Regions from separate parts of the Oryzias latipes genome. Here region 2 is linked to region 1. The links are chromatin contacts, called in public Hi-C maps. All regions are on one chromosome and are shown on one strand. Each heading gives the region's core, a stretch centred on a gene start, on an enhancer-like site or on the middle of the called end of the contact. The rest is flanking DNA. Distances are from core to core; before and after follow the strand shown.

Region 1 (3,802 bases), core at 668-3,167:
CCCACCTGTTGAAATATGCGCACTTATATGAGGAGCAAACTATCAAGTGTCACTGATAAAGAACATCTAATAAAAAATGATCAGTAGATAAAACAAAAGTAAGTTTTCATTGATTAGATATGAAGTTACTGGTATGTTGTTCTTTTGAGGGCTAACAAAATGGGAAAACTTTGTTTTCTGAAGCCTTAGTCACAACTAGCCATTAGATAGGGGCTGTTTGTGGGCATGCAGAGGGCCTGGAGGGCATATCAAAATTAGAATTTCGACTATTAGAACTTAAGAAATTAGAGTGTACTTTGTATGGGTCTCTTATGGAAACTGTTGTGTTACCTGCACACCCCGTGCATGCAGCATTTGTACACATTTGTCAGTAGGGGGCTAGAAGGGGGTCTCACTAATGCTAGAGTGTTCCAAAGAGTCATGCAGGTTTGTGTAACTTGCATTATCCTTGCAAATACTTCTCCATACACTTACCATGCATACGACAACTGTACCTTCCATTTTCATGACGTTGAGGTGGCCCCAACCCTTGTGCTATCTTAGATGACCCCACCCTTACATTGACGTGTTCTCCCTACCATGACAAAGGTGGATAAAGGTGGAAAGATTTCATGTAATCCATGGAGACCAGTGAAGATCACAAATCATTGAAGAAAAAAGGTTCAGCGCACTGTCTAGTGGGTCTAGATGACCCAACTCCCAACGTTAAAGTGCCTAGGATAACACTAGGTTAGGGGAACAACAAGACATACCTGCCCTCCCCTTTAGGCCCGGCTGCTTCTGTCTATGACCCTCTATAGGCCCGGACAACCCAAAAACCTGCAGCCCCCAAATGGGTCAATCCCTATACGGACCCATGTGATTAAGGCTTTATCAATCTCCTTTTCCAACATCTGCAAGATCGCTTGGTCACCTATGGATGGTTCTAGCATCCCATCATTCCTTCTGCTAACAAACTACAGTCTTTGTTGTTTTGCACGATTAACCAAAAGAATGAAAGTGTTCCTTTCAATGTGTCTCTTTGAGTCTTCGTTGGCACTTGCAGCGTTGTCTTTGCACGAGCTTTATCAGCGTGTGTGCTAACTGATGAGTCGTCTGACTGGCGTGATCTGCTTTATGATGTAGAACAAAGAAGTCTGACCTTCAGATCGCCACTACATTGTAGTAACTGCAGTTCTGTCCGCTGCATTGCGGACAGAACTGCAGTTACTACAATGTAGTGGCGATCTAAGCAGCTTTTGTTGACGACACAATGTTCCTTTTAAGGACTTTATTCCTCGTATCGTAAGGATAAGAGGAAAAAAATCTTAATGCAAGAACACATCAACAACACAACCCCAACAGAGCTATGTAAAACATGCAAATCCAAAATGCTAATCCTAATTCAAAAACAAACACATAAAGCCAACTTATAGAAGTTACAAGCTGTGCTTAGCATAACTTTTACAGACTAACAACGGCAATCCTGCACACTGCCAGTTGACGTAATTAACATTTCAGTTAGAGATGTCTGTTAGCTTTACCAGAGAAAAAACAGTTAAAGTACTTTCAAAAGAAATTCCAAGGCTCTGACCCACAAGTAAAAACAAAAAATAAAATACTGAAGAAAAGCTAATGTTTGACTTGTAATAAATCATTTTTTAACGATGATGATGAGTAAACCTAAAACGATAAAGACAATGATTTACCAAAGAAAAAAATCAATGCGTTAACAACGCAAATATTAAACGCAAAGCCTTTTGGGGGGATGAAAAAGAAACAGAACAAAAGGAGTTTGTGTGGCCTTGTTGACATGAAGAACAAAAAAGAATCTTTCCACAAAGATTACAGTCTCCACACGTTTCCATCTCAGCAATGATCTCATGCTGTTCCTGCCCTATACGGGTGATCACCGAGAGACATCTTAACACACAAAAACACCCTGATAGGATCCGCAGTCATGCCTGTGGAATGTCTCAGGCCAAAAACAGCAGCATTCCTCAGGATTACTGAGCAGAATTTCTGGCCATCTTCCAACAACTCCGAACTGAGCCGGGAAGTCCCGACTGAGCGATGTTGAGTCGAAAAAATGCTTCTCCCGAATTGATCTCTTACTGTTTGTGCTTCGCCTGCAGGTGGGGATGTTTAAGATCCACCCAGAGATCCCAGAGTCCATGTCCCTGGAGGCCAAGGCCTTCATCCTGCGCTGCTTTGAGCCCGATCCGGATCGCAGGGCCACAGCCTTTGATCTCCTTACCGATGAGTTCCTCACCGTCACCAGCCGCAGGAAGAAGAGCAAGAACAGCCTCACAGGTGGATGCTCCTCAACACCTCCAGATCTTTTTTTCTACACCACAGTTCATGCAGCAAGAAGGAAATCGCCCAATTATTTATTGTGATGGAAAACATAAAATCCTAATCAGCATGTTTCAATTAATCCTTAAAGTTCCACTCTGATCATCTTTTGATCCACAGTGATCTTTTAATTATAATTACGCCATTTTTACCCAAAATGAAAATAAAAACTGTGCTGTTTTCTGGGACATAGTTTCTGCAGAGCGGCAGGAGTTCATTAGAAATTAGAATTCATTAGAAACCTCTGAGTTGTAGATGGGACCATTGGTGTCGAGCAAACCCACCCCCATTGCTGAGAGCTCTTTGTTTACATTCTCTATCAGAGCTATCCAGCTGTACAGTTAAGATCCAGATTCCAGCTCAGACCAGGATAACAAAGACGTTCATGGATCCATTTGTCTGCAAGTGGATGTATCAGAATGGAGCAGAGCAGGGAGCTTGAGGCTTGCCGTAGCTTTCAATACCGCTGCTGATTCACAACAATTTGAATAAAGAAATACTCCGAAATTTAAATAATTTAATATACCGATATGTCCTCCATCACCACAAAAATGCCTCAAAAACCAAAACATTATCAGTTTTTAAGTCCATATTGCTATGTTTTAGAATAAATAAATACAGCATTAATTGTTACAATATAGAAGCTTTTGCAAAAAAAAACTATACAAATAGGACGTAATTAGTAAAATGAAAGGTTACATTTTAATGTTTTTTAATAGATTATTTTGTGATTTGAATTTTCTTTTCTATACTATATTTCATTATAGTCCCTAAATTGATTATAATTGCCTGAATTATTCCAGATTTGAGATATTCTTGTTACTTTTGTACATTGTTTTTGTTACCGGGCGGGCTTTCTTGGAAATGTTTTTCTTCCAGCTTGTCTAACACGTCTATCCCTCCCCTTACAGCTCAGTCCGCCGGGTCCGGTGAGTTTTTCTGCCTTCTACACTCATTTATCTCTGCTTGCTCTTTTTCGTAAACTGGCTGTCATTTTTTGAAAACAGCTGCCTGCTTTGCTAACGATGTGGGCCACAGTTTACATGTCTCCCTCACTGCAACTTAAAATAGATGTTACACAACCACATGCTCCCCTGCCACTGAAGTACGGCGGCTGGGAGTCGCCGCTAAATTCAAGTTGCATCACTTTTGATGAATTAGTTTTTCCACGCTGGAGCTCTAAACGGCTTCATGCCTGCTGCAGAGTACCTTCGCAGCATCTCCCTGCCTGTGCCGGTGGTGGTGGAGGACACCAGCAGCAGCAGCGAGTACGGCTCCGTCTCCCCTGACAACGACCTCAACAGCAACCCCTTCATCTTCAAGCCCAGCATCAAGTGCTACAGCGAGAAGGACGTCAAGGGACCTCGATCGCTCTTTCTCAGGTGCAGCAAGCTGGACGCTGTTTTTGTTTGTTTTTTCGGCGCAAAATGAGCCGCTTTGGATAACAGATCCATGAAAAACTGCTCTG
Region 2 (3,802 bases), core at 602-3,101, 190 kb before region 1:
GGTAAGAATAGAAAAGATAGTTTTCTAAAAATCCATCTGTACTCTCAGCATGAGATCAATACTGGATTAAAAAGGCATAAAATGGATCAGGAAGTAATCAATTATAATATAAGAAAATATTATTTATAATTTTAAATGCCTAATAAATAATAAATATCCATATTTTATCTATTAAGTTAAAGAATTAAACTGTCGTATCACCAAAAAGTTAGTTGAATCTTTTATGTACTGATAGATAGACCATGTATGGAGACGTGTATTGAATCATGTAAGAGGGAAAGATACACAACCCTACTGTTGTGTTTCAATCAGTTGTCATCATCCACACACAATCAACAGACTGGATGTTTGGATGGTCCCTCCTTTCCTCTGAAGAGGTGGAGGGAAAATCCCAGAAGATCTAGTGTTTCTGAAATGCAAAATCTTCTTGATTCTGCAAATCTATACCAACCTGAGGATTTCTAAACCATTCCCTCCTTGCAGTTGATGGATCAGTTTGTCAGAATCTGTTTATCCGCATGGTCTCTAGGGATCAGAGGAAGGACAGCAGGAAAACCGACAGATGTTGCCTCACCTGCGTTCCAGAGAACAACCTCTTGAAAAGACACTTTCCCTTTCCTGAGAAATGTTAGAAATCAGAAAATGAAGCAAAGAAAAAAAAAAGAATTGACAGATCAGAAACTGTGCAGGTGACCAGAAAGTTTTCCAGCAACTGCTGGGATTATTGGCTCCGCCTATTTGCCAAACCAGCAAAGTCTCCGTAAAGAAAGGGGTTTTCATGGGAACCAAATCCAGGCGTGAGACAGAAGGAAAACTCATAAAGAAAGAAACGATCAGTGTTTTTTTTTTATATGATTATGCTGTTTTTAGGCAAAGTGAAAAAAAACAACAACTCACCTTTGTGTTGTGAGCGGGACCGTCGGCGAACAACCCAACCTCCCTTTCCCTTCCATGTTACTAAAAGTTCTCTGTTCACACTCTCTCCCACTAGCTTACAGCCCATCACACTCCCAACCTAACATTACCGGTGCAACAAAAATGCCAGCAAGATTGAAGCTACTCAGCCATTCAGTTCTGATCCAGATTCCAGCTCAGACGAGGAAAACAAATACATTCATGGATCTATTTGTCTGCAGGTGGATGAATCAGAATTGAGCGGAGCAGGAAGACTGTAGTACCTTGAATGTATTCTTTACGACACAAACACGATTGTTTTCCAACAACAGATTTTCATCGGCTTCTAATTCACAACTGTTTATAAAAAAGAAATACTCAGAGATGCAATTATAAGCCTACATTTTTTAAATATATGTTCTCCATCATCAGATAAATACAACAAGAACATGTTAAAAACACCAAAAACAACATTTTTAATGGAGTAGGTCTTTAAAAATAAGCAACTTTACAAGAAAAAATGAGAAAAGTGTGAGGAAGAAGAAGACATAAAATTCTAGCTCTGTAAACGTGAGATCACAACCATTTCTGATGAGATCCTGCAGCAGCAATCAGCGTTTGTTGGATATTCGGAGTGGACTGTTGTTTCTAATAATCTCACAGCACCTGGACGTTTACACAACAAGAAAAAAACAGAAGAAACAGGGAACTGTGGGCTCATCCATGGAAGATTTTCAGTGTAATCTGACAAAAACTATTGTGGTTCCACAATAGGTAAATACATATTTTTTTCTTTGTGTTTTAATTACTGCAGAGATCAATAAAACATGCATCCTCCCCTTTCGACTCCACGGAGCCCCGTGGCTCCTCTTGGCTGCAGAGGAGTCCTTGGAGGGGTTCCCCATTCACAAAGCCTGCCTTTCTGACATTAGAGGAGGGGGGGGGGTGAGGAGAGGGGAGGGAAGGAGGAGAGAGAAACACAGTAGAGGCTCCTCACTTGGCTGCATTCGCTTTACCGACATCGGAGAGGCGACCATGCTGTGGAAACTAGTGGAGAATGTCAAGTATGAAGATATTTACGAGGTAATCCGACTGTTTGTAATTTGGGATTGACATTAAATCCGATGCTCTTGCTCGGATTTAGAGATTTTGTTGTAGATTTTCTTTTACTTTAGATGTGAGGCATTGAGGCCTAAAATATGTTTTTGTGTCTTTAAACTGTTATATACTGTAAACTACATTTTAGGAACAACTATTTTAGTTTTAAAGCCACTAAAATAAAATTAAAAACTGTTTAAATTAGATCTTTTTACATCTCGTGTATAGTGGGGTGTATTTCTGTGTAAAATGATCCATATTTTTTTAAACTGTTTGGGGAAAAAACAGATTTGTGGAGGTTTTTACATAAATATATATTATTAAATTCCTTAAATTGTTGCAAACATGAGCAGATCAGTGAGAACTTCGTGGAAATCTTCTGGCTTTCATCTCTGAAGGAGCGTTTGGAGAACAGAGCAGTCAACGATGAGGGCGCCGCACTTTTCTCCCACATGCGCGAGGAACCCACGGGGGGCAGAGTGGGGCCTCCAGTGTGAACTAAGACAAACCTTTCTCAAAAATAACTCGTCTACAAAAATAAAAATCCTGAATTTTGAAAGAGTGTAGGGCATGAGAGGGGAGGGGTGTTCACAAGTTTACTCTTGCGCGTGTTTGTGTCCTCCAAAAACGTGCGTAAATTGGCCCCCCTTGTGGGTTAAAAAAAAGGCGCACTTGTCTGCGTCAGATTCAGGCTTAGCGGGTCGGCCCTCCACGGACTCCAAACGTCACTCCCGGAAAGGCTTCACGCTCCGTGTGTTGCCAGTCCCCTGCCCGCGCGGCGCGCATTAATATTCCTGTAAGTCTCAGTCATGAATAACAATTACAGCGGGGCGTAGAGGCGGGAGCTGAGCGCGCACAGTCAGAGCGGGGTGCAGGCATGCCTGCAGACACACTCAGAGTGCGCTGACCTGGAATCACTTCGCTTCATCTCGGCCCACGACCTCGCGCTTCGTCCCGCTGCTCCAGAGGTTTGTCCAGATGTTGGTGCACTCCTATTCCGCCGCGGTGAGTGTGGATGCAGGACCCCTCCAACCAAAGACGCGCGGATGAAGAGGGGGGAACTCTGCTGGTTTTAACGCTTGAAATCTTTTTTCTGCTTTAAGGACCGACATGATGGGGTCTCGAGCCACAGCTCGCGCCTGTCACAGCTGGGTTCAGTGGCGCACGGGGGCCCTTACTCCAGCGCGCCGCCGTTGTCCCACGCGCCCTCCTCGGACTTCCAGCCGCCGTACTTCCCCCCTCCGTATCAGCCGCTCGCACACTACCAGAGCCAGGACCCGTACTCCCACGTGAGCGACCCTTACTCCCTGAACTCTCTACACCAGAGCCAGCAGGGCGCGTGGGGCGCGCGCCAGCGCCAGGACGCCTCCGGGGAGCGCATGGACGGCTCGTCGCTGCTAGCGCAGCCGCGGGCCTCGCTGCCTCAGCTGTCGGGCCTAGACCCGCGGCGGGACTACGGCGTGCGGCGCCCTGACGTGCTGCTTCACTCCACCCATCCGGGGCTCGAACCCGGGATGGGGGACAGTCTGCTGCACGGGCTGCACGGCATGGACGAAGTGCAGGTGATCCATCAGTTTCAGGTTTTTAAATAAGTTGTTTTTTGTTCATTCAATGAAGATTTCATTTTTTGGGCATTATTTTGTGTACATTTAACAAAATAAAAGCTTAAATTGACCATTTTTAACAAAATAAATGAACGGTTTTCTAATATTTTGTTAACCTTTATTTTAAAATAAAAATCCCCAAATGCTATTAAATTATTACAATATTTATTTTAAAGGCATGCATAAAATCCAGCTTCTTTTCAGTG

Evidence for each region. Hi-C and Micro-C count contacts between places; a contact is called where the count stands out from the background.
Region 2: a contact with region 1 is called in a Hi-C map of embryo, with 3 times the contacts expected there. The contact joins the promoter of tfap2b here to the enhancer-like site in region 1. A contact is called at or near these places in 3 of 5 Hi-C or Micro-C datasets (embryo and gastrula embryo).

The regions. Positions count from the first base shown.
Region 1 is chr24:18,728,871-18,732,672 of ASM223467v1, reverse strand. It overlaps map3k5 (mitogen-activated protein kinase kinase kinase 5), which reads left to right. Exons shown (of 30, transcript XM_023952698.1): 20 at 2,115-2,292; 21 at 3,246-3,263; 22 at 3,539-3,716. Among protein-coding and RNA genes, the nearest start is that of LOC101175213, 22 kb to the right of the region's middle. Within about 2 kb of position 1,917, at least 2 of the 8 cell types and tissues checked have an H3K27ac peak or open chromatin away from gene starts, as enhancers often do. A contact at or near this core is called in embryo, where this site is marked.
Region 2 is chr24:18,922,514-18,926,315 of ASM223467v1, reverse strand. tfap2b (transcription factor AP-2-beta) reads left to right here and starts at 1,851. Exons shown (of 7, transcript XM_023953210.1): 1 at 1,851-1,977; 2 at 3,096-3,554. The coding sequence starts at 1,930.